Linked DNA regions of Mus musculus: region 1 is linked to region 2. A link is a contact called in public Hi-C data. All regions are on one chromosome and are shown on one strand. Each heading gives the region's core, a stretch centred on a gene start, on an enhancer-like site or on the middle of the called end of the contact. The rest is flanking DNA. Distances are from core to core; before and after follow the strand shown. Region 1 overlaps Papola (poly (A) polymerase alpha). Region 2 overlaps Ak7 (adenylate kinase 7).

Region 1 (2,700 bases), core at 96-2,595, 86 kb after region 2:
CCCTTATCAACAGGGCACAACATCTATTCCAATATATTAGGTTTCCTCGGTGGTGTTTCCTGGGCTATGCTAGTAGCAAGAACTTGCCAGCTTTATCCAAATGCAATAGCATCAACTCTTGTACATAAATTTTTCTTGGTATTTTCTAAATGGTATGTTTTTAGATTATATTACAATAAAATTGATTGTAGACACTGAAGTTTAGTCTTATTTCTGTGACATTTCTACAGCTGGTTTCAGATTTCAATTTTAGTTTGTGGGCTGAGGGGGTAGTGCTCAGTGGTAGACTGCTTGCCTGGCATGCACAAGGCCTTGAGTTTAGTCACTAGTCCCTCCAAGAACCTAACCAGTTTTAGTTGAAGATACAGCTACCGTGTTGGGAAGAGACATTGTGTGTGAAAAGGAAAACCTAACTCCTTAGTTTCTTTTCCTTAGCTCTGCCACCTACCCTCCAAATACACTCTGAACTTAGCCACTGTAATGTTTTCTGCCATCTGCTCTGTTACTAGGGTGGGTAGAACTCACACACACCATTCCTTTCATTCTGATCACTTCTATCCAGAGGCTGTTTGTGATTGTGTTTTACCTTCAGCCATCATTAACTTGGTAAAACCTTAAATGTGTCACTTCTATAACAGTTTTTAAAAAAAAATATGTTAAGTGACTGAAAATAAATGGAAGTCACTGGATCTTTGAGACTTGTTAGCCCAGGAGAGATCTACTAATTAAGATACAAATGTTTTGGATTTAAGAAAAGTCCAAGACACTGCCAATTTGAAGTAGTTACTTTGATACCAAGAGTTGGGGTTTTAGTCAAGTTAAAGAGATTTATCTTTCATATTGCCAGCACTTTCCTTTCTTAATGTGAAGAAAGACTTGTTCCTTTGTAGTCACTTGGTAACAGACTCTGGATTTAATGTGTAGCAACTGCTCTGTCCAGTATAGTTGTGCTGCTTTGCCTTTGTCTTGGTGAGTGAGGTGTGATCAGGTCAGACACAGAACCATGAACATTTCTAGTAGGCCAGCTTGATTTATACTAAGCAAGAGAAGCACTTTTCATTTTTGATCTTTATACCCAACTGAAGTAGCATTAATACATTTTATAACATGGCTGTATTATATAGTACTCACAGAAGCATTGTCCTTGTTAACCTTCGCACCGTGCCTCTAGTTACAAGTCACTTCCATGTACCCGTTCAAGGGACTAGTGTGAAGACAGGAGTCTTTTCTCAACCAGGATTAGCCCAGTTCAAGGGTGAGGTGGACCTACTAGATGTCTCGAGGTGGTGCTTACTGTTTGAATAGTGCTTTATCAGTTCCCCCGCAGAGCAGATGTCTGACATGATAAAGCTGTCCTGATTTGACTTCATAGAGCAATACTGTGTAAACAGAAAGCAATGAGAGGCTGTGGTGTATATGCCAAGTGAGTGAAGCAGGGTTGCATTCACAAATGCTGTATGTTTAACAGAAACGTTTAGATGCTAATGTCCAATAGTCTTATCAAGTGCTACAATCTTTTTGAACAGGGAATGGCCAAATCCAGTGCTATTGAAACAGCCTGAAGAATGCAATCTTAATTTGCCTGTGTGGGACCCAAGGGTTAGTGTATTATTTTTTCCCCTACAAATTCACACTATTCAATAACAAAAGTCACCTGCATAAAGGAGGAGGCCGCCCAGTTCTTACATATGAGTGGACACACCCATATTTCACTTGTTATAGATGACCTGCTCTCTAATTGTCCTCCGGTGTGAGAAGTGTAACGCTGTACTGTAAGCCACATTTACTTGTACACAGTTTATACAGATCTCACTAACAACTTATTCCATATAGCACTATCTTGTAAGTCAAAGTTGTATGGGCGTTTGTGCTTTTAAAAAAAAAATAAAAGGATACTAAAAATCCCTGTATATTTTTTTATTTGCTCTAAGTATTTGTTCAGTTGGCTTGTTTTAGAAAGTTCTTGCATAGTGTTTGTATGCAGCATATGGCTCCTAAGCAGGATTGCAGTGTCCGTGCTATAATTGGAAACTCTGGTTTAGGTGTTTGAGAGATGCAGAACTGTGTCAAGGAAGATCACCCACTTTGTGGAAAGTTATAGATAGCATTTACTGCTTAGACTTTATAGGTGTCAGTAACGCTAGCTTTATCACAATAGCTTTATTATAATATAAAGGAATTAATTGGAATCAAAACTATCCAGGTTTTTGAGATCATAATTTAAAATTTTTTTTATTTATTACAATATCAAAGTCTTGTAATTTTTTTTTTTTGACTCTGCCCCAAGCTGTGTGCTTTCAAGTTACCTGAGCCTCAAGGCATTTAAGGGAGAGTGTAAGTAGTTGCCTTTGTGGGGATGAACCACACAGTGTACAGATAGTAGTCACTAAATAAATCGTCCTATTGTCTCACGGCCCAGAGCTGTTCTTCCTCTGTAATTTTGCAGGCACTCATTTATCCTGCCAAATACAGAAAAGCAGTAGATTTGCAACACATTTTTCTGTTTTGCTTTGCTCTTGCCAGCAGGTCCATGCAGTCAGGTTGCAAGGTAGTCATACCTCCATCTTGGGAACAGACTGTTGACTAGATCTTTCATTCTGTAAAAAATGTCTATAAAGCAGTCTCTTGACATGCGTTTTATTTCTCAACTCCAGCTATGAATGAAGTAAAATGTAATCATTGGTTCAGTTTAACAAGGGG
Region 2 (2,700 bases), core at 46-2,545:
GGATCTCATCTTCTTGACTACAGCCTGTACTTTCAAGTCAAGAGCATGCCTGTGAGAACTGCTCCTCTTTTATTTATTTATTTATTTATTTATTTATTTATTTATTTATTTTATGTATGAGTACACTGTTGCTGCCTTTAGACACACCAGAAGAGGGCATCAGATCCCATTACAGATGGTTGTGCGCCACGGTGTGGTTGCTGGGAATTGAACTCAGGACCTTTGGAAGAGCAGTCAGTGTCCTTAACCACTGAGCCATCTCGCCAGCCCAAGAATCTCTCTGCTTAACTGAGCAAATGTGCAGGTATGGTACTGGCATAAATACTGTCGTTTGTGGGCTAGGGAGATGACCCAGCTGTTAAAGTATTTAGACAGCAGAAAATACCCACCCGTACATGTGCACCTGCCAACCAACACACACACACACACACACACACACACACACACAAACACACAGAGGCATGCATAAAAAAGGGAAAATCCACTCTGGCATTCATGTTTACATGCCACACCCTTCTTGCATTGTTAATCTTTTGATTTACTTTTGATTTTTCCAGATATGGTTTCTTTGTGTGGTCCTGGCTGTCCTGGAACTTACCCTATAGACCAGGCTGGCCTTGAACTCAAAGATCCACTAACCTCTGCCTCCCAAGGGCTGGGATTGCTATCACCATGCCTGATAATTTTTTTTTAAGTTCCTGAATGCCTTTGACCATGGGTAAATTTCACCCTTTACTGATTATACTATAAATGTATTGGTTTTTTTTTTTTTCCCCATGGCTTGAGATCAGGTCTCACTTTATAGCCCTTACTAGCCTGGAACTCAAAAGACCTGCCTACCTCTGCCCCCTGAGTGCTGAGAGGAGAGCGTGGGCACCACTCCCTGCCCATGTCTCTGATAATAATCCACTTCTTGTCTTGAATTAATGCCTTTCTCAGTGTACAGTCACAGTGTTATATCCAAGACTCAGGGACCCCAAAGACCACCGAGGAGCCAGTGCCGATGCACACACACAAGGGTCTTTACTACAAGCTTGGGAGCAAGAACTCTCACCCATCACCATAGCAGGGGGTCAGTCGTGAGAGCCTTGAGTCTAGGGGTACAGGGTATTTATTGTGGTTACAGCAAGCTTGGGAAATTTCCATACAGGTCAGCAAGTTAATATTTTAACAACTGCATTTCTGGAGTAATCTGCAGGAACCAAACATGGGGGCAAAACCACCTGACAATCAGGATGGCTAGGCTATCTATTTGCTGCAGGATGTCTTAGGTTATCTACATGTATGTTGGCCCTGCTGTTGTAGCCTGTCTGGTTATTGCTATGAGGGGTTGTCATAGGATGCTTGCTCTTGGGGACTTTGTGCACTCTCAAAAACAAGGTTGTTGGGCTTTTCCCCAGCCCAGTTTAGAGGTTTCACACACTCTGGTTACTGCAGTCACAGAAGGAAGAGGTCTAGGGCTCCCAGGAGCCAGATCTATAAATATAAATTCAAAGCAGGTGGTTTTACATATGTTAGTATAAAATGGCCATGGTATCCCATGTCTGTAATCCCAGGACAGAGGAGGTGGAGGTGTTAAACCTGAAAATGGCAAGGAGAAAAACCAAATCCATGACTGTCCAATTAAAGCAAGCTTTATAAAATACTGGCCAGGCTCATACCTGGGACCCCACCCCCACCCACCCCCCTGAGAATGGTGCTGAATTATTTTAGTCAGGCATTCATAAAGGCTGAAGCCACAGGCTATAGTACTTCCTGCCACCATCCATCAGGGAAAAGCATGCATCCTGCCTATTATGAGATCAAGTAGGCTCAGCGGTTAAGAGCACTGTCTGATCTTCTGAAGGTCCTGAGTTCAAATCCCAGCAACCACATGGTTGGCTCACAACCATCTGTAATGAGATCTGACACCCTCTTCTGGTATGTCTGAAGACAGCTACAGTGTACTTACGTATAATAAATACATAAATCGGGGGCTGGAGAGATGGCTCAGTGGTTAAGAGCACCGACTGCTCTTCTGAAGGTCCTGAGTTCAAATCCCAGCAACCACATGGTGGCTCACAACCATCCGTAATGAGATCTGATGCTCTCTTCTGGTGCATCTGAAGACAGCTACAGTGTACTTAGATAAAATAATAAAAAAAATCTTTAAAAAAATACATAAATCTTTAGGTGGGGGTGGAGGGTGGGGTGTGGTTGAGATCGAGTGCATCCTGTGCAGCTGGGACAACCAACCTTGTTTGGCGGAGTGAAAACACCTGACTTGCTATTTTCCATGACCAGCAGCCCCCAGCATTCCAGGATGTTGCGGGTCCTTGGGCACGCGGGGCTTACAGGTTACTCACACTATGTGATTCAGTCAGGGTTGCACGTGTCCGTGGGGTACGTTTGGATGAGATATGCAGTGTCCTTGTTATGTCCATCACTGGGAATATCTGTCGCTTCCTTATGTGGGCACTGTTGGAGATTCTCTGAGCCAGCTCTCTGGAGATGCGGGCTTCATTCTTGGGAAGCAGAGAGCATTACACTTCCATTGAGCCAGAAGGAGCGCCTCCGTGAGCAGGGCGTCCTCCCCTGGCTCTGGGGCACTCGCCTTGCACCGCCTTGCACCTTGTGTCTCCCTTAGGACGACAACGAGGTTCCCTTCACAGAAGAGGATTATCGAAGAAGGAAACATCACCCCAACTTCCTGGACCATAT

Evidence for each region. A called contact is a pair of places that touch in the nucleus more often than the background predicts.
Region 1: a Hi-C map of the G1E-ER4 cell line shows a contact between it and region 2, with 4 times the contacts expected there. The contact joins two enhancer-like sites. A contact is called at or near these places in 7 of 484 Hi-C or Micro-C datasets (the G1E-ER4 cell line, Sertoli cells, embryonic stem cells and 2 more), 6 of 115 datasets of contacts at active chromatin or transcription factors (differentiating embryonic stem cells, embryonic stem cells and trophoblast stem cells) and 3 of 9 other capture datasets (adipose tissue, liver and pancreatic islet).

Annotation. Positions count from the first base shown.
Region 1 is chr12:105,809,511-105,812,210 of GRCm38.p6, forward strand. It overlaps Papola (poly (A) polymerase alpha), which reads left to right. Exons shown (of 22, transcript NM_011112.4): 9 at 14-152; 10 at 1,527-1,599. Among named protein-coding and RNA genes, the nearest start is that of Papola, 26 kb to the left of the region's middle. Within about 2 kb of position 1,346, at least 6 of the 459 cell types and tissues checked have an H3K27ac peak or open chromatin away from gene starts, as enhancers often do. A contact at or near this core is called in the G1E-ER4 cell line, where this site is marked.
Region 2 is chr12:105,723,561-105,726,260 of GRCm38.p6, forward strand. It overlaps Ak7 (adenylate kinase 7), which reads left to right. Exons shown (of 18, transcript NM_030187.1): 5 at 2,627-2,700. Among named protein-coding and RNA genes, the nearest start is that of Ak7, 19 kb to the left of the region's middle. Within about 2 kb of position 1,296, at least 9 of the 459 cell types and tissues checked have an H3K27ac peak or open chromatin away from gene starts, as enhancers often do. A contact at or near this core is called in the G1E-ER4 cell line, where this site is marked.